7 separate regions of the Mus musculus genome follow, and all the other regions are linked to region 5. The links are chromatin contacts, called in public ChIA-PET and promoter capture Hi-C maps. All regions are on one chromosome and are shown on one strand. Each heading gives the region's core, a stretch centred on a gene start, on an enhancer-like site or on the middle of the called end of the contact. The rest is flanking DNA. Distances are from core to core; before and after follow the strand shown. Region 1 holds the start of Gimap7 (GTPase, IMAP family member 7). Region 2 holds the start of Gimap4 (GTPase, IMAP family member 4). Region 3 holds the start of Cul1 (cullin 1). Region 4 holds the start of Malsu1 (mitochondrial assembly of ribosomal large subunit 1). Region 5 holds the start of Zfp746 (zinc finger protein 746). Region 6 holds the start of Tmem176a (transmembrane protein 176A). Region 7 holds the start of Gimap3 (GTPase, IMAP family member 3).

Region 1 (3,715 bases), core at 911-3,410, 630 kb before region 5:
GATAATGTAGAAGTGACTGGAAATTTTTATAATAATAATAATAATAATAATAAACCTAAGAACCATGTTGATATTTTTACATCCTCAAATTATCACCTGTGTGTATGCTGGAAATGCAGACACACACACACACACACACACACACACACACACACGACAAACAATGCCATTCTCCCTCCTAGCAGCCATGGCTCCCTCTCCTGAGCAGGCAGTCCTCAGTACTATTCAACTCCATGGAATCAGGGAATCCTGGGTGAGTGCCAGGCCCACACTTCTCACTAGAAAGGATATGAAATGACCTGTGATCCTCACACTCAGCTCTGCATCCTAAGTCAAACTAAATCGGCTGTGAATGCTTTGTGACGTGTGCAAGAAACCTGAGGGCTGATGGTGGGTGTTTCATCCAACTGAAGATGACACTGCGCCTGACATCCTGAGTGGATAAAAATGGCTCTTTATGTTGGGCACAAAAAGACAGATGCAGTTGCACATGAAACTATATGTGAGATGTCTACTATCAGCTTTAAAACAATCCCGGGGATGGGGGGAGGGGGGCGGTGTGCAACAAGCAGTAGGCTAGGATAAGCACTAAACCTGATGTCCAGGAGTTGCTATCCTCTACTCTCTGGCCTCACCTTCTCTGTAGCCATGTAGTATTTTCTCCAGTAGCAAGTTAAGGTTTGTGTATGCATTTTCTAAGTACAGCTCACTATGTGTTGCTTCAGCACAAATGCATGTTTTATGGGAGTATTTTCTCCACATAAAGACTTAAGGATGGAGAGTCCATTTCTTTCTAATTTGATAGGTATAGGTTCCAACAAGTCCAAACACCACCCCCATGCCTGTACTCACACTGCCCAGTGCAGGGACTGGAGACCAAGACCCTCTAACTCCACCACACCCCTTATAACCTTCCTGCCTCATCCTCTGGTCACGATTCTAAAGGCCAGTAAACATCTCAGCAGGTGTGCCACCTGGAACAGGAGGGGAGAGGACAGCCCATCCCCCAGGAAGTGAAGCTGGAGACAAGCTGCCCTAAGCATGCCAGGTGAGGACATCATGCCAGGTGAGGACCGCCCATCTCTCAGTTGGATTTTTTTTTCTTTTTTTCATACTGACAAGACAATCTTGAGAGACAAGAATCAGAAATACTCATCTCACACCAGTCTAAAGAGGTTCCAGGACACTCAGAGAACCTGGAACTGAGACACGAACAGAGAAAGTGCTTCAGAAGGGTGCAGGGATAGGTCAGGGCCTGGACCATTCTTGAGAATCTCTGAAGCCCCATCCGATTCAATTCCCTCGACTCTCACCCGAGAGTGCAACCAGCCCATCAGGGTGGTCCTGGGAACTGCACAGGGCAGTTCTGTAAAGATCATTTGCAGTGCTAAGTATAACCACCACTCAGGACTAAGTTTTTTGCCGTGAAATGCCAATTGTGTGCAGGAAATCCATACAGAGCTGGAGCCACCGCTCAGTGGCAGAGTACTGACCCAGAGTGCAAATGGTCCTTTATTAGAGTCCTCGGCATCATGAAAGAAGAAACCCCAGACTGCAAAGTTCCTAGGCTCAGTCAGAATTACAGATACACAGGTCCTTCTGCAGGTCACATCCTAGTTCCAGAGCTCCCATCCTTCACTCCAACCCTCAAACGTTAAGGATCATAGCCTCTTTCCTGGGAAGCATAAGGTGGACCTAAATGTAGAGTCAACAGCAGGACTTCAATCCTGTCCATGCTGATGGTCCTCAGAGCACTGAGATTTGATATGGGGAGCTGAAGGGAGTTAGGGCACATTTATACTTGGTGACCTGCCTCCTGGTTCTGAAGATCTGCCTCAGGGACAGCGGGGAATTTTAAGGAAAAGTGCTGGGTTTTCAGGCAACAGCTTCTAATGACATGGGTAGAGGTCACACATCAAGCAAGTATTTCCTGTCATCCATGAGATGATGGACCTCATGCTAAGCAGTCACAGAAGCCTTCCAGGATCTCTCAACATCATGTACAGAATGGCTGGAGTGCACCATGCTCACCACCCCCATCCCCTACCCGGCATGCTCTGTGGCATTCACCCAGCTTACCTCCTGCAGGGCCTTTGAGTTCTCACACCTTCTTCAAAGAATCTGACTGCACCAGGACTCTAGCTGCCTTTCTGCAAACCCTGAGCACAGAAACTGGAGGGCGGGGCCAGTGTGAACAGTTTCAGTTTGAAGAACAGAGGAAACAGTCCCCTGTTGTGGTGGATGCTTCAGTTTAGCCCTAGGTGAATCCCTTCCTTCTTGGGCTTGCTGTGATGTCAAGTCACAGCCAGTGCTTTTGTTTGATGGTGTTGGCTCTGAAGACCGTTCAGTGGTCCACATGTTGCTTAGGACACTCCATCATCTGCTGCAGGACTGCATGCTGCTCCTCTTTGCAGGAGTGTGGCCCTAATCTCCAAACTGAGAGGAGTACTCAACACTGAGGGGGCTCAGCGAAGCATGTGCCATCTCTAGCCACCCTTGAGGATCACTCTTAGCTGAACTGTAACCTCCTGAAAGATCATCCCCTGTGCCCAGGTAGCTCCTGATCAATGATTGGTCAGCATGGAGATATAAAGGCACATTCTTTGGTGCCAATTTGGGATATAGCTAGAATTCCACCTTAGCTACCACACTTCAACTGAGCTGACTCTCTGGTCTTCTTGACACTTATTACATCCCTGTGTCTTCTTTTACTTCAGTGTCTTAGAAGTCTTGATCCTAGAAGCCATCCTAATTACATTGTGCACCTGCATATCTGCATGTAACAGCCTGTTAGCTATGCACTCACCCTAGGAGCGTCAGAAAGTTCTGTCTGCTTCTCTTCTCTGTGTTGGTGAAAAGCTGAGGGCTCACTTTGGGGGAGGGTCCAGGCTTAGCATTACTCAGGCTGTGGTACTTGAGATAGTCTAGGGTAACTGTCATGGCTACATCATGCAGGGTAATTATTTTAATCTTTTGAAAAGGTGGCTCTATTTGTGACTGATTTAAATGTCTACATAACAACTAGCTTGCTGTCCTTATTTATTTATGGTAGTGTATACCCAGAAGTAGACTTAAAACCTTCCATGAGGAGTTACCTCCCCCTTCCTTTTATTTACAAGATGCACACACACACACACACACACACACACACACACACACTTAGTTGTTCTTACCTCTCCAGTACCCTCTTATCCTGCTTCTTCTCTCAGTGAAACCCTTCTAACTCTCTCTAAGTCCCCCTCCCAGTTTCATATTTTCTCATTGTGTATGATATAGAGTTCAATTAGGGTTGCTTGCATGGATGTGGCTTATTTTCTGTAGTTTTGACAACTATTTCACTGAAGAAAATTATACCCTTCTCTTCTAGCAACCACTTGCTGCCGTTAGTTCTTTAGGGAGAAGTGAGACTCATAGGCCCTTCCCCCACCCATGATGAAATATGATGAGTCCAGCATTCTTCAGGTTTGTACAGGAATACAGAGCTGCAGGGATTCAAGAGTGTAAAGGTCATACCATCCTCTGGCTCTTATATTCTTTCTGCCTCATTCCATGAGCCTTGGAAGGCGTGACAAAGCTGTCCCATTTAGGGCTATGAATCCCATTATTTCTCATTCTTGACACGTTGACCAGTTATGAATCTATCTATGCTAACTGTTGCCAGAAAATAGAAATTTCTGTTACTGAGGATGTAACTGTGGATATAACTCTGCATTGA
Region 2 (3,776 bases), core at 1,014-3,513, 600 kb before region 5:
TTCCTGCAGATAAAGAAGCGACCACGGCAAGTTATGAAAACCACTTGGAGCCCCACTTCCTGTATCCAACACTGAACTTTTTGCCATAAACTCAGCCTTTTTATTTCTCCTGCCCCATCCCCAAAAGGTCATTTCAACATTCCATTTTTCAGGCTATTCTTTTCCTTACACAAACTTAAATCCTACCAGCTCCTTCTCAGGCTGGCCCTGTTTCCCTCCATCCCTTCAGCTAGTGAATGACTACTATGGTGCCCACACTTCTGGCTCAGCTTCTCATCGTGGTTTTCGTGGGCATCTCTAACAAAGGCTGACCAGGATAGAGCCCTTGACACTCCTCCCACACCCCAGGCCCGACTCTGCATCTCCATAAATGCTATCACCACACAGACCATGGCTCTTGCTGAGCTTTGAGCTCTACTCTAGTCTTGGTTTCCTGCCTTGCATGAGCCCATCACCAAATCCCAATGACTACATTCAGAAATCTCATTTGTCCCTTTGTTTCTACCTTCATGTTGATCAGACCCATTGCTGTTCATTGTCAGCCCAATCATCCCTTCCTTGGTCCCTTCACAACTCTACCACCAGATCTCACTTTCAAAATAAAATTTCATTTTCATTTTCTTGCTTGAATTCCCTAGCAGCTTTTGATTCTCTTTAGAGGATAGTTTGAACTATTAGAATGGTCCAGAAGTTCCTTCATGGACATCTTTCGCTGAAGTCACTGACCTCCCCTCTGTTCCCAGGACCCTTGAAGCACTTTTATCTCCTATGCTTTCTCAGAATTTTCCCTTTCTGGGGGCACTGCTCCAGCCCATCCCCCAGCTGGGGCTGCTCTGCCTCTACTTCCTGAGATGCTCTCTCCAATGGCTCTCTCCTGCAGCAGTGCCAACCTGAGACTCCACTTTTGAGATCACTTGCTTTTGCTGTAACTGCACAGCAGCATTTCCTCATCGAAGACATGATTGTAACACGAAATCATTTTTTAGCATATGACTGTCTCCTCTTTGACTCTGTGACAGGAAACTTTCCAGGCACAGACACAGCACTGGACAAAGGGCGGGTCTCAATTTACTAAACAAGCAAATTGACCTTCTTGGGTCTTTACCTCTCTCTGCTTGGGGGTGGCCTGTGCCACCCAGCCATCCTTCCCTGTTAACCAAGACACAGTTATGTAGAAACACTCAGCTCATTTGAGTGTTTCCTCTACCTAATACACATGAACACATTTGAAAACTCTGGAGCCAACTACAATCAGGACAGGTTGGAATGCTCCTTGGTAAGGACAGAGTCCCCACACAGGGAGCCCTCAGATACAGATGTGAAGCAGAACTCTAGATGCTTCTTTTGAAAGAGGCTTTTTATGCCTGAAGGCCAGGTGGGTGGAAGACAGCTTCTCATAAACTAAAAAGAAACCACAAACTCACACAAAGCATTGGTTCTTAGCACAGACTTGATTTGGTGATTAGCAAGGAGGCCCAGTATCAATGGTAGAAAATTTCTCAAAACTTTCTCGGGGTCGGGGGAGACAGAGGGCACAGGGTGACAGAGGAGCTCTTTAGACTCTAATTCATCTGTAAAACCAGGACCTGTGTTTCTGTAGGTGCAGATTTCATTGACTAAGTCATCCCCGCTCTGCCTATGACCAAACGTCTACTACTGGCTTCAGAACAGTAGCCACAGTAAACATAACCTCCCTACTTAGACCTACCTGGAGGGAGCTCAGCTCTTCTAAGAACTCGGGGGGGAAATAGTTTCCCCAAGAGGCAGGTTCCCTAGGAAGCAGCTTACAGGAAAAAGATAAAGGCTAGTGCTAATCCCAACATTATGGCAGCTTGGGGGAGCTGTGCCAAGCTGAGCCTGTTAGGGATCCTCCGCATCCCTGCCTTCTTCCTGCCTGCTCTCTCCAAGCTAACTCAGTCATTCTCTTCCTGGAAGAGTCACATTTAAAAAAAAAATTTTTTTTTTTTGACCAGTGCAGGAATACTTTCCCTGTAGAAAAAGTGTCCTCCTCAAAGCAGCGAACCCTGAAGCACACAGGAATTTGTAGAACTCAGCCTTCAACTCGGACTACAGCCTAAAATTATCAGGCTGGAAACAGAAGCCAATGAATACAATTCCCAAGAGCAGGTCTGTCAGGAGGTTTACTAGACACAGCTAGTAGAGAGGCCCCTTCCTCACCAAATTCAACACCCACATCATCCATCCCTATTCTCTTACCTGAAAATCTGGGTCCTTTGACCTTCTCTGATTTCGAAACAATACTAAACACCAAGAAAACAGAGTAGCAGAGAGGAAGCGAGGGGGAGGAACTGTGGAAATAGGAGTGTGCAAGGGACCCACCCATCTTCCTAGCAAGCTGCACTGCAGAACGTTCTGCAGTCCTCTTGTTCTGTGTCATCTCATGTGGTACCCATGGGCTGCTGGTAGCTACTTAGCACTTGGAATGTGATAAATCAATAGTCACGTTTTTTCACCACCAGGACTTTAGTTGACTGCAATATGGTCCATCATAGTAAATAACGGTCAGTCAGCTCTTGTTTGGCAGAACAATCTGTAAATGTGAATGACAATGACTTGGCTGGCAGTGATATTGAATCTCCTGTATGTTTGTTTAAGAAATGAGAGAAAGGGGGCTGGTGAGATGGCTCAGTGGGTAAGAGTACCCGACTGCTCTTCCGAAGAACCGGAGTTCAAATCCCAGCAACCACATGGTGGCTCACAACCATCCGTAACGAGATCTGACTCCCTCTTCTGGAGTGTCTGAAGACAGCTACAGCATACTTACATATAATCAATCAATCAATCAATCAATCAATCAATAAAAAAGAAGAAGAAGCCACTAACTTCTGGGCAGCTGAGCTTAAAAAAAAAAAGAAAGAAATGAGAGAAAGAAATAATTGAGTAAGAGAGAAAGAGAGAGAAGAGAGCTCCTTGTTAATAGCATATAAATAGAATCTACTTTTTTTTTTTTAAAGATTTATTTATTTATTATATGTAAGTACACTGTAGCTGTCTTCAGACACTCCAGAAGAGGGAGTCAGATCTCGTTACAGATGGTTGTGAGCCACCATGTGGTTGCTGGGATTTGAACTCCGGACCTTCGGAAGAGCAGTCGGGTGCTCTTACCCACTGAGCCATCTCACCAGCCCCTAGAATCTACTTTTAATTTGGATATTTAGGTATTTTTACATGTCATATAATTCATGATACAGTTGGATTTAAATAGCACATCTATATCATATCTCCTCTCCTCAGGGGTCAGGGCTTATTACAGAAGAGGGGTGAAAAGACTGGAGTCATTGAACACTGCAGTGAAACACTATTTGCTGGATATGACAAGGTCATTTCACACAAAAATTTGCATGGACCAAAACCTCAGTGCTGATGGGGAAGGGCTCATGAACTCTTGCCCTATCTAAGGAGAGCTGTGGGCAATTGATTGCTGCTAGTGTTTGTGTGTGTGTGTGTGTGTGTGTGTGTGTGTGTGTGTGTGTGTGTGTGTGTGTGAGAGAGAGAGAGAGAGAGAGAGAGAAAGAGAGAGAAGTTGTGAAGTTTTTTTCTCAGGAGCACTGCCCCTAAGAGGTTACCCATTTGTTGGTAGATGATTCCACATCTCTGCACATATGGACAGCACTAAGTGGAGTTTAGATTTTTTTTCTTAAATGGGGGAGAGAGACAGAGACGACAAGAAGTTGGGAAGGAAAGGAGAGGCCTAGAGAAGGAATCAGAGGGGACAGACACTGGAGTGGAACTAATCCAAACACACTATGTGACTG
Region 3 (3,664 bases), core at 318-2,817, 630 kb after region 5:
AAAGGTTAGCATTTTTAGAAAGCACTTTGGTCTTTTCTCCCAGGCTTAAGGCTTAGTAAATGCTCCCCAAAACCTCCAAAAATGGGCAGAATAGAAGATAAAACAAGCCAGTGTTGTGTTGCATACTCAGAATTTAAAATGAGCTATAACTGTTTCAACTTACTATGGGAAGCAACAAATACAAGTTTTAAGTAAAAAGAGAAATCTTAAAGCCTTCTCAAACAAAGAAAGACCTCATATCCTTATTTTCCTCAACTACACTGGCTTCTTCAGAGTGTTAGGTTTAGGTCCTAAAAATTGAAGTAAAAGGAGCTTAGTTCCTCTTTTGTCACCCCAGTGCCTTTCTAAAACAGTAATCATTTATTCCATTCTTAGCTTTTGGCTGTTTTAATGCTACTCCAGCAAAGAGCAAGTACACACAGGGCAACTAAAAGCACTTGAACAACTTGACTGCATTTCGGCATGCGTGCCCGTCCCACAAACCCCCAACGACTGTGAACTAACCACAAGTATCAACAGTGACCTCTCAGAAAAGGGGAATCCTCCTTTTTTGGCATACCTAGCTCCCTTAACTTTGGGGCTTAGGCTCAAGGAATGAGAGTGCAAGTGTTCCTTGCTTTCTTAGTTATCTCCTGAGTAACAACACAGTGCACAGGTGACAGAAAGAGGGGGTTCTCAGGGCCACGCGGGATTTAAGAATAGAGGCCCGCAGAGTCTACAGCCCCCGACTCAGTCCTCCTGGCCCGGTGCCGGGTTACCTTTGGGGTCAGAGCGCGCGCTCCCGCCGGGACCGGGGACGCGCCGAGGCCGCCGCACAGGGAGGGCCCAGTTCGACTGAGGAGAGCTGGCGGACGCCCGGGGGCTCCGTTCCTTTGGAAAAGCACACCGCATCCCGGCGCGCCTTGCTCGGCCACGCTCCCAGAGAGAACGGAGCCCGGCACCACTGTTACCCAATAATCATGCCCCGCACCGTCGCAACAATGAGTGCCCCCGGATCCCCGAGAGCACGAGTCCCCCGGCCCTGAGCCACCCCGGCCAAGCGGAACCCCCAGGGCCGAGGGGAAGGGAGGGGTGGCGCGTGAGGCGCCGAGGTCGGCGCCACAGGCCGCGGTGAGTCCGGCTTTTTCCCAGTGCGTAGCCAGGGCCTGGCCCTGCGAGTCCCGGCCCAGGCCGAGCCTGGCCGGCCGGGTGACTCAGGCCGGGCCTGGCCGCTCCGCTCCGCCCTCGGCGTCCTACGCCCACGACTTCTCCGGCCCGGCCGCCATTCCGCCTAGCCGCGGCGCGGCGCCTCAGGCCTCGCCGGCAGCCCGGGCTCGGACGCCGCGGCCCGAGTCACTGCGACGCCGCGGCTCCGCCGTGGCCTGCGCTGCCTCCCGCCACCGCGGCCCGAGCCGCTACTCACCCGCATCTCCGGGCGCCCCCCGACGCTCGGGCGACGGCGTGTAGTGCTCGCGGGGCCCGCCGAGGTCTGGCCGCGTCCCTCAGCGCCCGGGCTGCCCCGCCTGGAGCTGCGTGCGACACGGCGCCCGCTCCTCCTCCTCCTCCCCTGCCCGCCTGCCGGCCCTCCTCCTCCCGCCGCCGCCGCCGCCGCCTGCACCACGCAACCTCCGCCCTCTCGCCGTCCCTCCGCCGCTCCCCGCCCTCCCGGCTTCACCGGCTCTGGCGACCGCGGGGCGAAGCCGTGGGGGAGGGAGGGCCGGAACGCACCGCCATCGGCGTCCGGGGCGGGGGAGCCAAGAAACCGTCGCCGCCATCGCCGGGCCTGCGGCGGCGCGGGAGGGGCACGGAAACGGCCCCCCCAGAGGCCCTGGTCACCCGCTTCGTGGCCAGGACCCGCTTCGCGCGGGCATTTCTACCTGCGAGCCATGGCCTCTGCTTCCCAAACGCCGAGCCGGGTCCTGCCGGACGAGCGGAATCCTCCGCCAGGTTTTCCCGCCGCCCTCGCGTCGGGGCGGCCTCTCGAGTGCCGGCTTCCCGCCACTTCGGACTTCTCGTGGAGACCGAGCCGAGGCTGGGGGCTCTGACCTCTGAAGACACTTCCGGAAGCGGCTGTGGGAGAGGGGCTTTGAGCTCCCCTGCCCCTCCCCTCCATGCACCTCCCGGGAGCTGACATGGGTCCCAACTGCACTGATCCTGGCTGGTGTCTCCTGTCCTGGAGTTGAACCAGAGGCAGTATCCCCAACCGTGAGATGAGAAAGTCAAATGGGCAGGCGGACTCAAGAGAAAAGTGCTACTGCTTCACCGACCCCCCTTTCTACCTGCAGGCCTTGGAGATCCTCCTGCGGAAACCTCCAGCTTGCCCACATACCCACGTGGATGTGTGTCTCCCTCTTTAATACTTTTCAGCAGTGGCCTCCCTTCCTTCTTGAGAGCCTTTTTTCACTTTCACTGTATATGGTTTAGTTAGGGAGAGTTGGGAGTTGCGATTCCAACCTGGGATGGCATGAAGTAGTATTCTTACATCTAGAATAATCTCACCCATTGGAAATCAGCTGCTGTCATCTTGTGCTTTGTAATATTCAATTGTAAATTTGGCAACACCCCTAGCCACAGGTGAGAGGCTGGAGAAAGAATGGATTTACCCCATACCTTGTTAGAGGCAGCTGTTTTAATATCCTAGCTTAGATCTGCCATTTAATTCTGTGAACTAGCAAGGGAAGATTTTCAGTTAGCTCATCATCTGGGCCAAAGATGTATTTGATGTAACTTCTGTAACTTTTCACCAAACTAGAACACCACAGAGATTCTTTCTAATGCACCATTTCGGGGCAGAAATCCTCAGCAGACCTGACAGGTCTCAAATCCACAACTTGAGTAACCCGTGCTTCCTCTCAAAAGAAAGTCCCACTGGTGTGTAGTCCAGCAGTTCTCATTCTGTGGATGGACACCCGTTGGACAAACTTCTATCTCCAAACACATTTACATTACGATTCATAGCAGCAAAATTACAGTTATGAAATAGCAACAAAAACCATTTTCTGATTGGGGGTCACCTGGTGAACTGTATTAAAGAGTCACAGCATTAGGAAGTTAAGAACTGCTGGTTTAGTGTCTTCTATCGAACTGTAGCTTTTTGTCAACATCTATTAAGTATTTTTTAGAAGTGTTGTTTCTGCATGTGTATACCAAATTATATTATCTTTACGTTTGTCTGGGGAAAAGGTTTTTAATTTGTTTTATGTCAAACACCTCAATAACTCATTCAAAAGAAACATGTTTTTAGTAACTTTTCTGTAGACATATGGTAAGGGTGGAGATAAATGTAAGGCTTGTTCCTTGTATATTTTGGCTTTCATTTTAAACTGGATTCCCATGTATTCATAGAAAACAGTTTACTTCCTCTCTATATTTCCTAATCTGTTGTCTTCAGTCTCACCAGTCTATATGGTCTCCTTTCCTGTGATTTTTCACCTCTGGATATGAGTTTGTATGTCAACTTGAGGGTTTTCTCCAACCCATTTTGCCTTAATACAAGTATTTAATCTATCTGAATCCACTCCCTGATTCGCCCTGCCTCCATTCCTTGTTTTAAAGTATCTTATTTACTGTCAATACTATCATTTTCATTGATTTGTTCATTCACCTGTGTCCACTTTGCAACCAGGTGGCATCTGTTCTGAGCAGATAACCCTACCTAACAGGATAAAAAGATATAATAGTAACT
Region 4 (3,366 bases), core at 289-2,788, 990 kb before region 5:
GGGCTTCCTCTGCAGCCTCTGTGTGTCACTCTCTAGGTAAAGGTTCACAACAAAGGAGAGCATCCTACCATCTTCACAAGGTAGTGGACCATAGCGTGTAAGTGTCGGGTGGAAGTCCCACTCCCAATCACAAAGTAGTCTGTGTATCTCATTTCTGGAGGAACCTGGATCACACAAATGTCTCTTGCATTTTCTTGCCTCAGAAGTGAAACCAGCATATCGATGTCAAACTTGGCACCAATGTGATCTGAAAATGCAGAAACGCTTGTGTCAGATGGCTGAGGAGAATACAGACCTACATTTGTCTACAGAAGCAGACTGACACGAAGTCTCCTGGAGACAGTGGAACTGCTCCCCCTACAAGTGTATTTATATCTAAAATGCTTTGGTGAACACTAGGCAGGAGGATCCCAGGTTCAATGTTAGGCTGAGCAACTCAGAAAGACAAGGTCTAAAGATTTTTTATTTTTAAACTAAAAGACTGAAGGTGTGCTTCAGTGGTGGCATGTACGTGGCCCTGGGTCCAACCCCTAATACCATCTCCATTCAAGACAAACTAAACCAACCAACCAAAAACCAGCTTAAAACTGAACCCGGACAACAGTTCCCTAAAGCACTGCTCAGCTTTCCTAGGTAGAAGGTTCAGATTACGGACACTGGATACTGCGATTACCAAACGGAAGCAGAAGCAAATGTCTTTCTATTTACTAGTACTGAAAGGAACAACACTCCACAAATGCAGAGATGCTACACAACAACCAGCGGCATGATTTGAGGGAGAGGACAATATCCTAGGGCACACGTTAAATCGAATCGCAGATTAAAAAGGTTACTTAACTATACTGTATGGTAGGCGGGTTCTCAAGACAATACCTGGTCCACAGCCTTCAACAGATATGAAGAAACGAGGCTGCTAGGACTAGTGCTACTAAGACCAACCAGTCCACCTGCTACGACCCTGGGCAGATCGTGAGACGGGGTGGATCCTGGGCTGTGAAGCCAAGAGCCGGATGTTGCCCGCTCTATGACTGGAATTTTGACGACAACACGCTACCTTAGCCTCCCTCTAGGACTCTCGGGTACGCAAAGCAAAGTTGGTGCCGACCACCTCCCAAATCCCTTCCAGCTCTGCGTCTGCGCGAATGGCTATTTCTCTTGCCCCCGAAGCGCACAGGAAAGCCCAGGGCCGCCTGGGTCAGGCCGGGCCACCAGGTGTCCTGCCCGCGTACCTGCGGGTCCGGGCTGCAGGCGAGCGTCGCCAGCGGTCCGCTCCTCGGGCTGAGGCCCATGGTGCAGGCCGCGCGTTAGGCTCGGGGTCAGGCAGGTCGCGGGCCTCGCGGGAAGCCATCGCTCTGCCAGCCGCGGAAGCCAGGGAACCGAAGCCATTGCGGGGCCGGCTCTCTGGAAGACCGCCCTGCGCCACAGCAGCGGCCATAAACGCCGCGCGGGCGACCAGCCCGGACCCATAGCTCTCGCCGCGACTTCTCTGGGGGGAGGTGGTGGAGCTTCCGGGCGGCTCCGGGATTCTACGTCACGAAGTGGGCGGGTCTGTAACCGGAAACGGTGATTTAGACGGATTGCCTGGGGAGTAGTTTAAGGAATGAGGAGGACCGTGTGGATGGTGGTGGCTTACGCTTTTACTTTCCGCACTTGGTAGGCCGAGGCAGATCTCTGAATTCAAGGCCAGCCTATTCTACAAAGTGAGTTCCAGGACACCCAGGGATACACAGACAAACCTTGTCTCTCTTTTTTAAAAAAAAGAAAGGAAAGGAAGGAAAAGGAAAAAAAAAAGTGAGCCCAGATAATCTTTATGGGGCTGGAGAAGATGGCTCTATGGTTAAGAGCACTATCTGCTCTTTCAGAGGTCCTGAGAATTGATTCCCAGCAACCACATGGTGGCTCACAACCACCTATAATAGGATCTGATGCCCTCTTCTGTCTTGTAGGCATACATAAATAAATACATCTTAAAAGGAATTAAAGGGTTCCTACCTCTCTCTCTCTCTTTCCTCTTCTTCTTTCTCCTTTCCTTTTCTCCTTCCCTCCCACTTTCTCCAGCCCCTTCAAACCCTCTCTAGCTCTCTCCTTTCTGTTTTTCCTCTCCCCCAAATATGCAGAAATTAACCCTGTCAGATAGGAATTAAGTATTTTTAGCCATTTCCCACTGTCCAAAAAACAAAAAAGCAAACAAACAAAAAACCCTAAATTCAAGAACTAGAAAGATGGCTGAGCAGTCAAAAGTACAGACTGAATTTAATTTCAATGGTATTAAATGCCCTCTTCAGATGAAGTGCACAAACATATTGTACAGACATATAAGTAGGCAAAACACCTGAACACATAAAATTAAAAACACAAAACAAAAATGAATCATACAAAAAAGAAGAAAAAAGTTTGAATGGCGGCATCAGGTATGGTTGATTGCTTTCAAATGAAAGATATGGGTCATTAAATGAAAATCTCAGTGCTGGGTTTGGGATACTATCATCCCTACATTATTGGTCAGGGCAGCTATGGGCCCACCTAAAAACAAGTGAGGCTATTTTGGTTGTCTCCCACAACTAGATGGTAAGACCATACATATTGGTGAAGACAACACTCCTTGTTTTCAAGCTGAAACTAATCTAAAACCTTCTTACCTGCTGCCCAGCTTTCATGGAGTCAGGAGGTGGCATGCAGGTCACTGGGGGAGAAAAGCCATCAGTGGACTTACCCTGAGTGATAATTCCAATGCCAGGCCAGATGCGCCCACTGAGTCAATAGTGCATGAGTTATGGGGTTAGCCAGCCAACCACCTTCTGATTAGATCTGAGCCCTGCCTCACAGGAGGGAATCCATGCCTAGCACTGTAACTCCGGTCAAAACAAAAAACCATGAACACCTATGCGCATAAAGATAGCACTAATTAAACTCAGTGGGCTATACAGAGAAAGGACATGAAGGAGGTGTTATAGCTTGCTAAAAGACCCTCACCCACAAAGAGCACAGAGACCACCATCGTTGCAAAACACATGTGGGATTTACTTATCCAACATGTTGGGGAACCCCCTCTCAGCACACAGGCTGGAGGAGAGATCCAGAACAAAGAAAGAACACACTTTTTATACTTTTGTAAGGGCCAGATATAGGGCACCAGGGTAGTTTGGCTTTTTTTTTTTTTTTTTTTTGCATTTAAAAATGTAGACTTTAATAAGTGTACAGGTCAGCTAGTGGGGCAGTTGACCAAGATACATAATGCAGGAGATACAAGTGACCACCTGGAGTTTCTATACTTCATTCTGCTTACAGAATATTTATTAAGGTTGTTTAATATATAACTTTTCATTTGACATTGTGGAAGTCCTTTATTGCAAAGCGAATCCTTCT
Region 5 (3,591 bases), core at 780-3,279:
TTCTCCTCCTTACACTTCAAAGCATCATTCACCATTGAAGAAAGTAGTTCAGGAACACAAGCAGGGCAGAAACCTGAAGGTTGGTGCTGATGTCAAGGCCATGGAGGCATTTGTTTTTCTCAGTTAGGATTCCCCTCTCTCTATAAGATACAATTTGCAAAACACATGAAACTCAAGAAGAACGAAGACCAAAGTGTGGACACTTTGCCCCTTCTTAGAATTGGGAACAAAACACCCATGGAAGGAGTTACAGAGACAAAATTTGGAGCTGAGACAAAAAGATGGACCATCTAGAGACTGCCATATCCAGGGATCCATCCCATAATCAGCCTCCAAACGATGACACCATTGCATACACTAGCAAGATTTTGCTGAAAGGACCCCGATATAGCTGTCTCTTGTGAGACTATGCTGGGGCCTAGCAAACACATAAGTGGATGTGCTCACAGTCAGCTATTGGATGGATCACAGGGCCCCCAGTGGAGGAGCTAGAGAACGTATCCAAGGAGCTAAGGGGTTCTGCAACCCTATAGGTGCAACAACATTATGAACTAACCAGTACCCCGGAGCTCTTGACTCTAGCTGCATATGTATCAAAAGATGGCCTAGTCGGCCATCAGTGGAAAGAGAGGCCCATTGGACATGCAAACTTTATATGCCCCAGTACAGGGGAACGCCAGGGCCAAAAAGTGGGAGTGGGTGGGTATGGGGGACTTTTGGGATAGCATTGGAAATTTAATTGAGGGAAAATACCTAATAAAAATATTTTTTAAAAAAAGGATTCCCCTCTCTCAAATGACTATAGCTTGTGTTAACATAAAGTTAGCCAGCACAGTCAGGGAGCTGGGGAAGGAGGGTCAGTTATTAAGAGTAAGAACAAAACTTCAGTTCCCAGGTTGCTCCCAGAACCTGAGACCCCTGACCTCCTGCACACGCGTACACATATTTGCATACATATGTGTGCATATACATAATCAAAAATAAAAGTAAATCATAAAATAAATAACGAATGGCAACAACAAAAAGATCTCAGGCACTGGTCTTGCAGGCTCCTGCTAGGGGGTGGCATGGAAGGCAATTCTGAATGGCAATACATCTTCTTTGCCACACGGGGCTCCACACTAGGCTTCTGGAGAAATTTTACATTTTGACTTTTTTCTTCCTTTCCTTGTTATTAAAAAACAAAAATATGAATTGAAAAAAATTAGGGGTCTGGGGTCTACTGGCACTACGTTAATGGACATGCTTCCAAACCTACCTAAACTTTGTTAGACATAACCTTTTATATGAACACTGTATGAACATGAATAATACACATGATAACACACATCTTGTTATACATTTGTTACGCATTTTAACGCCAAAATGAAGTAGTTCCGGACTACTCTCGTTCAACATCTTTCCACGCTTACCTGATATATCACAAGAGGGCGTTGGATCTGCGGTAACTACAGCTTGTGGTGAGATGCTGGGAACTGAAACCCAGCCCTCTGCAAGAACAGCAAGTACTTTTAGCCGTTGAACTGTATCTCCAACTGCATTCAAAAAGATTTTAAACGATGGCATTTTAACCCATTTTTCATGTCATTAAAATGTTTATTATAGTATACATACTATAGAAACCCCACATTTTTTGTGTCATTAAAATGTTTATTATAACACACATACATAATCCTACAGAGAACCTACTGTGACTTATCAAGCCATATTTCTATTGTTGGAAGCATTCATTCCATTTCAAGGCAAAAATAGGCGTGCTACAGCTGGACAGCTGCGGAAGTGACCGTGCCGGGGTGCGCACTGCCTGCCGAGGCCGTACCCCCAAGTTTTATACCGCCAAACCAGGTGGCACATCGCTGGTGAGCACTGGCGCCGCGGGGGGCGTGGCGATATGCGGGGGCGTGGTCGGAGGTCGGGCCGAGGCGGGGCCTCGTGAGGAGGGCGGGGCCAAGCGCGGCGGCAAGCGGGTGCCGGCGCTGCCGTTCGCCGCTCGAGCTGCAGGTGGAGCTGTGCCGCCGCGCTGCCTCCAGGAAGCCTCACGGGCCTTCGTCGGCCTGGCCGCGGCACCGGCTCCCAGGATGCAGTGTGGAGCGGCCGGGCGCTGACGGCGGCGGTGCGGCTGCGGGCGGAGCGGCAGCAGGCCGGCCTGCGAGGAGCGCGGCGGGGAAGGTAGCGGCAGGCCCGGGCGGCGCTGCCGGCGGAGAGGACCCGGCAGCCGGGCCTGCGTGGGGCCGCGCGCCGCGGCGTCGACTTCCTTCGCGCCGAGCAGGACAGCGCAGGGCCATGGCCGAGGCGGCCGCGGCTCCGGTAAGGGCGGCCCGCGCGCTTGGCCTGCGCGGCCTCGGGCCCCGGAAGGCCGGGGCCCAGCACACTGTGCCGCAGGCCCCAGGAGGGCTTCCGGGCCAGACCGGGCCTGCGGGTCCTGTGGCTGCGGCGGGCGGCCGCGAGGTCCTCCGGGGCCTACCGGACCGGGTGGAGCCGAGCGCAGGGAACGGCCGTCCGCGCCCGGGAGGCCGACCTGCGCCAAGTTCCCGGTCTGCGCGTCCCCGGGCCGGGCTCCTTCCTCAGCGCCGGGCCGGTGCTTCCCTCTCCCAGCTCCCCCCAGCGGCCTGGTGGCACCTGGGAGGTGTCCGACGTCGATTCTGTAGACAGTGAGCACCCACTATGTGCCCAACCCTCCTCAGGCGGCACGCGAGGACTGCTCGTATTTGTCCAGCCAGGCTGGCGCTGCACTCAGCCCGGTTTAGGCATGATTTTGTCTGCACTGCAAACCTGTGGGGTAGTAACTATTATAGTTATTATTTCATACAAAAGAAAAGCTGAAGGCCCAACGAAGTTAACTTGCCAAGAATCTCAGCGAGAAAAGTGTGGGAAGACAGTGCTCTCACAGTTCAATGTCTGTAATAAGGAAAGCAGTCCAGGTACACGAGTAGCCTTATGGTCGAACAGAAAGAGGTCGTAGCCAACCTGGTGGAGGTTCGAATGCAGGTGCTTAGCAGACTCTGGTGCTCCTCCCGCCCAGCCAGGTAATCTGTGCTTCTGTGAGTTGAGTTAGCTAGGGTTTCTAGGGCTTGGGCAAAGAGAGGCAAGGGCCAGACACAGGACAGTGCAAAACTGGTCCACAAGCCTGGAGATATGGTTTTGGATATGAGGCTGCAGAAATGGAAGGGGCTGGGAAGGCCTGGGCTTCGTCATATGGGTAGGAAAGAGTTGAAGGAATTGGCATCAGTGACTCCGGTCTCAGAGTACTGGCTTCCCTAGCTGTTTGGCAATTGACTATCCCACCTTCGCTTTAAGTTAGCAAGGTGCTAGGCTTCAGTAGAGCACAACCCCTACTTCCAACTACACAGGTCAAAGACCATGGACCCCATTTAAAAAAAAAAATTAAACAAGAATGACATCAACAAGATAGATGTTTGTGCAAATGTCTTTGTGTAACACACAGATTGCAGCAGAGAGAATGGGTGGCAAAGTACAAGGATACGTCTGAAATAGACTCTAGTCTGGGGCAATCCCAGTCAGGGCTGGTCCTGAGGAGTAAGGGACCAGAAGTGTCCTCCACAGCACTTGCTCCCTCTAACAGTTCTGCCA
Region 6 (3,564 bases), core at 123-2,622, 750 kb before region 5:
CATGTACACAAGCACCAGACTGGCTTACTTAATTCAGGTCTTGTTTGGCTACATACTCTGGGGTGCCACATCAATGGTGGTGGTGGAAGGGAAGCAAAGGGACCGCCATCCCTGTGCTCTCAGACAGCCCTGGACCTTCATGATGCCACACTCACCACGATCCCAGTCCAGAAGGGGGCGCCTTCGGAATACATGGCTAAATAATGGCCTATGTAGAGGGTTCCACCCAGAACCACACTCAGAGCCCCCAGCACAGTCTGCACCACCTGGAAGAGAGAGGACTTGAAACACAGCTCTCCAGCAGCAGGGCTACCTGTTAGCTGCAACTGTCTGTACACACAGACAAAATCAACTCAATGTCTTAGGAGGACAGATGTATAGAGGAGGCCAGAGGAAAATATGGCCCAAATGAGGGTCCCTCCCTGGGCCCATCAAGCACGTAGCTACTCTCACCCAGGAGGCCACCAGCACTCTGCTGCTGCCCTGGCTCTGGGTGGAAGCGGATGCTGGAATCCTTAGCAATGAGCATCCGGCCAGCAGAAGTTTGGCCAGAGCAGACTCCTGGTGGATGTGCACATCAATGTGGGTGGGTTGTGGAGCCTCAGGGTCCACCTTGCCGACGACTGCAGTCTCCATGTCTGTGGACATCGTCTGTGAGGGAGAAAAGGAAAAGCAGGAAGAAATATTTGGCAGATGTTTCAGAGGCGGCTTGGAGTTGGGGGCTAACAGAGACACAGAATGGCTGCCCCTGGCTGTGGAGCTGTATCTTCAGCTCTTTTGGAGGGTTGTCTGTCAGGGAAGCCTGATGCTGGAGTACCCGCTTCACCCCACATTTGCTTTGTGCCCCACTGCCATGGTCTTCAGGAGCCTGATGTTTGGATCAAGCAGAACGCACACAACCTATCTCTTCACCCAACCTCTGATTGGATCTCTTCTCCCCAGCATTTTCTGAATCCAGGTCAGAGGCCAAGCCCCTTAAACAGTGTCCCCCTCTAACTGCCCCATAAGCTTCTGTTGCAATTATCTCTTCCCTACCAGGGTCCCAGGGACCACCTCACCCAGACGCCACCATCTCCTTGGATGAACGACAAGCACTGACTGACCCTGTCCCCACAGAATTGAGTGGTAGAGATGGAGGCCATACCTGTCCCTGGAGGCACACCCCAGTGTGTCCACTCCCCTAGCAAGCTCGCAGGGCGTCAGACTGGATGGATCTGGATGGACTGGGAAACGAGCTATGCTAAAGTGATGGTGGGCTGTCTTACCTGATTCCTCTGGGACCGGGGAAGTGTGCAGCAGGGAAGGCCAGAGCTCACACAGAGGCGCTGGCAGTAGTTGAGAACTTCAGCCCTGGCAGGAGGAAGAACCTGGGTGGGAGCCAGAAGGGGAGGGGGAATGGGCAGACCTCAACACTTCCTGGCAGGCAGCTGGGACTGAGGGCCCCTTTAGGGGTTTTCCAGCAGGCAGCTCCTCACTGGGCACTGGAGAGCTGGAGAAGGTGGGCGAGGTAAGAGCTGGGGTTGGCACTGATTGTTCCTGTGGAATCCTTTGATTGCACAGTGCTCTCTCTCCCAGTCAGGGATAGAGCTTTCTGAGCAGGTGCTGGCCTGTGCCACCTTGGGTGTATGAGTGTATCTGTGTCACCTGTATCCCTGCTCCAGCAGGCCTGATCATCTACTCCTGATGGACCCCCCTCAAGTGGGGCCCTTTCCTGTCAGCTACTTGCTGGCAAACTGAGAGACTCCATGTCAGGCCCCATCCCTCCACCCCCTTCTTGCTCTCCTCTCTCTGGGGTCAGCTTTAAGCCAGCTCCTCCCAGACCTCTCAGTTCCAGCCCCACCCATCGCAGAGGACAGCAGGTGAGACAGGACCCTTCACGGCCCCTTGGTAGCCCCCTTTTGAAGCATAGGGTTCCTTCTTCTCTGGAAGAGTCTCCAAGTCTACTCCTCAAGCTCCATCTTGGCTCAGGATGCTTCTCCTTCCTTCTATCTCTGCTTTCCTGTAGGACTCTGGGGAGGGAGGGATGTGTTGGACAGAGGATGTGACTCTGGAAACAGGGCTGAGGCTGGGGAGGTCAGAGTCTGGCTTTACCTTCCATAGTTATCAGTGCCTCACGCCTGCGTTCTAAGAGCAGGGCCTTTGAGACCACGCAGAGGTGGGACAGCTGTGGGGACACGGGGTGTTCTTTTTCTTTGTTTCTGAACACTGGGAGGAGGGATATCAGAGAGCCACTATCTGGAGCGGTGCCAGAAGTGGTGAGAGGCTTCTTGGTGCCTAGGGCTTTAGTTCCTGCTCTGCAGAGGAAGCAGAGGGATTCTGGGTGGCCAGGGCAGGGATAGCACTGGGGGTCTAGAGGGGGCCAGCACCCAGACAACTGAGACTTTATTCCTGGAACCTCAAGGGAAGGTGTGAACCTGAGGCCTTCATTTGTGTTTCTCTTCGTCCCTCCTGAAAAGTTGTCAGACTCCTGTGCTTTCGGCTCTGAGGTGCACGGGTGAGTGGAAGGTGCTCCGTGGCGTGGGGGAGAACATGAAGGGATGCAAAGGGAAGTGACTGGAGTGGCCGTCAATATCCAGTCAGAACTGATGCTTAACCAGACTGCCCAGGAGAGCCACTGGGCAGAACTTCTTTTGGACAGAGGCAAGCCATCAGAGGGGCTAAATGGTTGTTATAAGCCCATAACAGGAGACAGTGGGAAGCTGTGTTAAGCTCTGTGCTGATTAGAATGGAGGCCACGCTGAGGAAGTAATCAGGCAGAATATGAAGACCTCATGGGCCTGCCTGAGGCCCTATGGAAACTCGGAACAGTGGTTTTATTCAGTGGGAGAAAAGTAATATATACCACAGACCACAGTAGAAACTGTTTTTCAGAAATTAATACCTGGACCAGCACCATAGGTCCTTGCCTCTGTATCTACCAAATTATGATATACAGTCCAAAGATCAACATCTTTTTTAAAATTACTGCATGTTTGTAATTTAAACATGCCTGTTCATGTGGGTGTGTGACTAGGGGTGCATATTGCCGGTCGTAATTTTCAGATATAAAAGAACTTCTATGAAAAAAATCAGGACATGTGAGGAGGAGGAACTCACAAAAGCATAAACTAAAAAATGCCTTTCAAAACAAATAGCCAGCCAGCCACTGAAACGGTGAGAGAACCAAGCTGGAGAGCCAGGGAAGAGGCTTTATGTGGGGAGAGTCCTGGGGAATCGTTATTTTTATTTTTCAGACAGGATCTCATTGTGTATACCTGGCTGACCCAGAACTTGCTATGTAGTCCAGGCTATCCTCCAACTCACAGAAATCTACCTGCCTCTGCCTCCAGGGTGTTGTGTTTAAAGGTGTGTGCCACCACACATGGAGGGAACTTTTTACAATACACACATTCCTATGCCTTGATTGTAGCTGTGTTTGGATGAAGATAGACATTTGTCAGACTTCAAGATAAGCATTGAAAATGGAGCAAGTGTTTGCATTAAATGAAAACCTACAATAGAATGTGATATCTCTTAGGTAAGAAAGCAGAAGTAGCTGGCACACTCCATGGAGGTTGGGGGAAA
Region 7 (3,888 bases), core at 831-3,330, 680 kb before region 5:
CGACAGAGCTGTGGCTATACAGCACAGAGCCCTGCCAGATCAGCTTCTTTCACGTAGCAGCATGTATATACGTTCCCTCTGAGGCTCCATGTGTCCTGCTAACGCATCTCTTTGTAGTTCCCATTGCCCGGGTGTGTCACACCCACCTACTAAAGTGTATCTGAGTTGTCTCTGCATTTGGATGGGCTTTGTGAACAAATCTGCCATAGGCATTCGTGTTTGGACTCTCGTGTGGGTACAGCAGCATGGTTTTAAACAAGGTGATGAGAAAGGAGGGCTCTCTAGAGTAGCAAGTCAAAAGGAAAGCATTTGTTGAGGCTGAGAGGCGACGGTTAGCCTTCAGTGAGTAAGAACTTTTTATGTGCAAGCATGAGAACCTAAGTTGGAATCCCCAGCATCCAAATAAAAATCTGGGCATGACTGCTTGTGCCTGTAATCTCAGCATCGGGCGCAAAGTGGCAGGTCCTAGAGCTCCTGGCAGTCAACCTAGTAGAAATCAAGAATTCACTGAGAGATCCTATTTCAAGGCAATAGGGTATCGCAGTAATAGAAGACACCTTCAGTCAGTCTTCTGGCTTTCCTGTGTTCACTCAGGAGCATGTGCACGTGCGAGCTCAGGCACATCAAAAATAAACAAACAACTCCCCCAAACCACTGTTCAATATTTCCAGACTGGGCAAAACAGAACACAGCAAACCAGCAGGTAACCAGCAGGGGGCAGTGTTTGCAAGACGTCGACGCCAGTTCCCACTCCCTTCCTACAGTTTTGAGCCTCAGGCTCTTGTTCTCATTGGCTGCAGTCTGGCTTCCTTTCCTGCTGACCGTCCCTTCACAGCAGGATGCACCTTCCCTTTGGAGGCGTGGACCAGAAAGCTGCAGTGAGAAAAGGTTCCAAACAATCCCTGAGTTCTGTGAGGAAGAAATCACACTGCAGGAGCTGAGGTGGATTCAGGAACCCACAAGAGCATACATGTCAATTAAAACAACAAAACAAAACAACAGCCAGGCAGTGGTGGCTCACACCTTTAATCCCAGCACTTGGGAGGCAGAGGCAGGCAGATAGTTCTGAGTTCAAGGCCAGCCTGGTCTACAGACCGGGACAGCCAGGGCTACACAGAGAAACCCTGTCTCGAAAAAAACCAACAAACAAAACAAAACAAAAAGCTAAGGATATGAACATGCAGGTTATAGGAACAACATCTATATTCATTTCACCCAAATAGATCCCATATCCCACTCTCCTCCTTGAACATTCTTTTGTTTAAAAAAAAAAAAAAATCACCCAAACTTGGGATTGGAGGGATGGCTCAGTAGTTAAGGAGCCTTACAAGTGTTAATAGTTCCAGATCCAGGGGATCCAGCAGCCTCTCCTGGCTTCTGCAAGCACCAGGCATGTGCAGAGGGCACTTGCATACATGTAGGCAAAACACTCATACGCGGAAAAGAACAGCAAGTGAATAAAAAAGTGATCTGAACTCAAACACACGGCTAAGTGGAACTCCTCCAGGGAGGAGACCTGGCTCACTCCGGATCCTGAGTCCTGCAGGGCAGCAGGCAGAGGCACAGGGACTTGGGATTCCACTAAGTGCTGTTGCTTTGCCTAAACCATACTATAGACTGGGTAGCTAGCTTCATGGCTTCTGTGGAGACAAGGTCTGCCCAGGTGAGAAAACCTAAGCCTTGTTCTCCCATACTCTCCCTAGAAGCCAGGGTACCTTAGCCAGGCTCAAGCATGATAGCTATTGATCTGTCCAGTGGGCCCTGGAGAGAGCCACTTTAGGCTCAACTGCCACCTCAAATTCCATCTAAGAAGCTACCTCCGGATGGCAGAGGTAAACAGCAGAGCAGAAGAGATGCATGCTGTCTGCCTGGTGAGGAGGAGCAGAAGCTAGAGTCTTGGGTTGCCCATGCTTTTAGACTTCTAGATTCTCTTAGGCCCATAGAGAATACTTTGTACACAAACATCTCAGTGGTGTGGCCGATGAGGGTGGAGCAGGAAGCAGAACTTTTTTTTTTTTTTTAAATCAACCTTTTCCACTGGCTGCCTTCTTCAGTGGCCCTCAGAGCACCCCTTTTCAGAGAAACTCATGTACATCACCCTTTCCCACCCCTCAGGAGACACCGTCTTCCTCCCCCTGGAAGACAGATCTTGTGAGCTGGCCTTCACCTCTTGTAGCTCTTGTACTTTTACGAAAGACTACAAACCAATGTGAGAGGCTGCCTAGGCCTGGAAGGTAGCTCCACAGTGGCTATAGATCTTGAATGGAAAGATCCTCAGGAACTCACCAGGTAACAGGGATCTTGTGGTGTGTGTGTGTGTGTGTGTGTGTGTGTGTGTGTGTGTGTGTGGTGTTCTTCTATCCTGCTCACCCTTAAATCTACCAGTAACAATTAGTGTCAACCTGAAGGGAAAGACAACTGATCTTTTTTCATAGACTGTAGAGAAATTCCTGTTCCCCAGGGACTTTTAGTCTTGTCTGTGGAACATCAGTGAGTTTTCTCCCTCACAGAACAAGGCTAACACACCACTGAGGACTCAGGAGAGGTGGACTCTTAGACATTCTCCTTGCTTTCCAAGGGCGAAAGGGAGCAGACAAGCTTCTAAAGCAATTTCCCTAGAGCTGTCAGCCAGGCTTGTATTGAGTGTCTGGGAACCAGAGAGCAGCTGGAGGGGAACCAGTCTTTGGGACGGGGCATCAGACCGGGTTTTGTGAGCTGGGAAATTAGAGTTGTGGCAGGAAGATGGAACGTGGGCCCCATGGGTGATCTGAAGTTCATACACTACCCATCGTCCAGAAGGAACCCTAGCTGTCTGACTAGCATTCGCTTTATCCAGTCGGGGTCAGGACTCTATCAATGGATAAGAACAACCCCAGGCTCTTCCCCAGAGCCTTGGGTTCCTCGATGTTGGAGAGCAAAGGGACACCAGATGTCTTTTTCCATCACTGACTGTGGTCTGCACTCTCTGACTGGCTAAATTATCTATTGGCGTATCATCTCACTGAATCCAGTACTCACTGAGTGGCTGGACTGGCTATCTTATCTCCCCGTCCCCTGCAGGTTTAATTTTCTTTCTTTCCCATCACTTTTCTTTTTCTTGGTGAACATTCACAGTGCTGGGCAGGAGGGAATTTGTTTTGTTTTGTTTTGTTTTTCGAGACAGGGTTTCTCTGTGTAGCCCGGGCTGTCCTGGAACTCACTCTGTAGACCAGGCTGGCCTTCAACTCAGAAATCTGCCTGTCTCTGCCTCCCGAGTGCTGGGATTAAAGGTGTGCGTTCACTCAGGTTCATCTGTTCACAGAAAGCATTTGCTGTTTGTTTTGGATAAAGTAATACATTCTTTAAAGACCAGTCAAAGCAAACAGAATGAAGCTGCAGGCAGTAAAGCTTTTATTCCCGGAAAGGACCCCATGACCATTGCACACTGGTTTTCCCTCATAACAGCATGACACATTTTCCCCATTAGGACAGTTTGTTCTCAAGATGCTGTGGTGAAGGATATGGGAAAGAAAGAATGATATTATCAGTTTTCTCAAATGAGACCAAGATAATCTGCACAAGGCCAACACACAAGTCTGTGACCTTCTCACAGTGCTTCTAAGTGTGGCCTGCCCATGCCCTCTTCCAGTCTCTTCCAGTCCTGCATGAGGGAAGCACTGCCAGGGGAGGGCCTCTTAGATATGGGGAGCTCTTCCACTTTTGCTAGCTCCAAGGTTCAACCAAGGGCCAGAAATAACTGACACACACACACAAACACACACACACACTGACTTCTTAAAAAATAAACGAAAGGACTGACAGGTGTGTGGGTGAAGTGGTGGAGTGGTAGGGGTGGGCTGACACTTGGATCCTAGTGGGTGGGGACAGGGCACACTGCTGTCTTGAAAA

What was found. Promoter capture Hi-C pulls out the DNA fragments that hold promoters and counts their contacts. ChIA-PET counts read pairs in DNA pulled down with a chosen protein or histone mark. Capture Hi-C pulls out chosen DNA fragments and counts their contacts.
Region 1: a promoter capture Hi-C map of hippocampal neurons shows a contact between it and region 5, with 3 times the contacts expected there. The contact joins the promoter of Gimap7 here to the promoter of Zfp746 in region 5. A contact is called at or near these places in 5 of 39 promoter capture datasets (the C10 cell line, cranial neural crest, hippocampal neurons and 2 more) and 1 of 115 datasets of contacts at active chromatin or transcription factors (memory CD8 T cells).
Region 2: an RNA polymerase II ChIA-PET map of memory CD8 T cells shows a contact between it and region 5, with 33 read pairs. The contact joins the promoter of Gimap4 here to the promoter of Zfp746 in region 5. A contact is called at or near these places in 1 of 39 promoter capture datasets (neural stem cells), 1 of 15 datasets of contacts at CTCF or cohesin (the NIH/3T3 cell line) and 2 of 115 datasets of contacts at active chromatin or transcription factors (embryonic stem cells and memory CD8 T cells).
Region 3: a contact with region 5 is called in a promoter capture Hi-C map of adipose tissue. The contact joins the promoter of Cul1 here to the promoter of Zfp746 in region 5. A contact is called at or near these places in 1 of 39 promoter capture datasets (neutrophils) and 2 of 9 other capture datasets (adipose tissue and liver).
Region 4: a promoter capture Hi-C map of liver shows a contact between it and region 5, with 4 times the contacts expected there. The contact joins the promoter of Malsu1 here to the promoter of Zfp746 in region 5. A contact is called at or near these places in 1 of 39 promoter capture datasets (liver) and 1 of 115 datasets of contacts at active chromatin or transcription factors (astrocytes).
Region 6: a contact with region 5 is called in a promoter capture Hi-C map of liver, with 3 times the contacts expected there. The contact joins the promoter of Tmem176a here to the promoter of Zfp746 in region 5. A contact is called at or near these places in 8 of 39 promoter capture datasets (3T3-L1-derived adipocytes, the HPC-7 cell line, embryonic stem cells and 3 more), 3 of 115 datasets of contacts at active chromatin or transcription factors (astrocytes, embryonic stem cells and pancreatic cancer cells) and 3 of 9 other capture datasets (adipose tissue, embryonic stem cells and liver).
Region 7: a contact with region 5 is called in a promoter capture Hi-C map of hippocampal neurons, with 4 times the contacts expected there. The contact joins the promoter of Gimap3 here to the promoter of Zfp746 in region 5. A contact is called at or near these places in 9 of 39 promoter capture datasets (the 3T3-L1 cell line, the C10 cell line, cranial neural crest and 5 more), 1 of 484 Hi-C or Micro-C datasets (the HPC-7 cell line) and 2 of 115 datasets of contacts at active chromatin or transcription factors (large pre-B cells and memory CD8 T cells).

Annotation. Positions count from the first base shown.
Region 1 is chr6:48,717,066-48,720,780 of GRCm38.p6, reverse strand. It overlaps Gimap7 (GTPase, IMAP family member 7), which reads right to left and starts at 2,160. Exons shown (of 2, transcript NM_146167.3): 1 at 2,080-2,160.
Region 2 is chr6:48,683,065-48,686,840 of GRCm38.p6, reverse strand. It overlaps Gimap4 (GTPase, IMAP family member 4), which reads right to left and starts at 2,263. Exons shown (of 3, transcript NM_174990.4): 1 at 2,218-2,263; 2 at 1-3.
Region 3 is chr6:47,452,222-47,455,885 of GRCm38.p6, reverse strand. It overlaps Cul1 (cullin 1), which reads right to left and starts at 1,567. Exons shown (of 22, transcript NM_012042.4): 1 at 1,403-1,567.
Region 4 is chr6:49,071,967-49,075,332 of GRCm38.p6, reverse strand. Malsu1 (mitochondrial assembly of ribosomal large subunit 1) reads right to left here and starts at 1,538. Exons shown (of 4, transcript NM_029353.1): 1 at 1,230-1,538; 2 at 69-247. The coding sequence starts at 1,467. It also overlaps the pseudogene Gm19253.
Region 5 is chr6:48,085,031-48,088,621 of GRCm38.p6, reverse strand. Zfp746 (zinc finger protein 746) reads left to right here and starts at 2,029. Exons shown (of 7, transcript NM_001163475.1): 1 at 2,029-2,307. The coding sequence starts at 2,284.
Region 6 is chr6:48,839,291-48,842,854 of GRCm38.p6, reverse strand. Tmem176a (transmembrane protein 176A) reads right to left here and starts at 1,372. Exons shown (of 7, transcript NM_025326.4): 1 at 1,266-1,372; 2 at 454-651; 3 at 156-266. The coding sequence starts at 648. It overlaps Tmem176b (transmembrane protein 176B), which reads left to right and starts at 1,481. Exons shown (of 7, transcript NM_001164207.1): 1 at 1,481-1,859.
Region 7 is chr6:48,769,043-48,772,930 of GRCm38.p6, reverse strand. It overlaps Gimap3 (GTPase, IMAP family member 3), which reads left to right and starts at 2,080. Exons shown (of 5, transcript NM_031247.3): 1 at 2,080-2,289.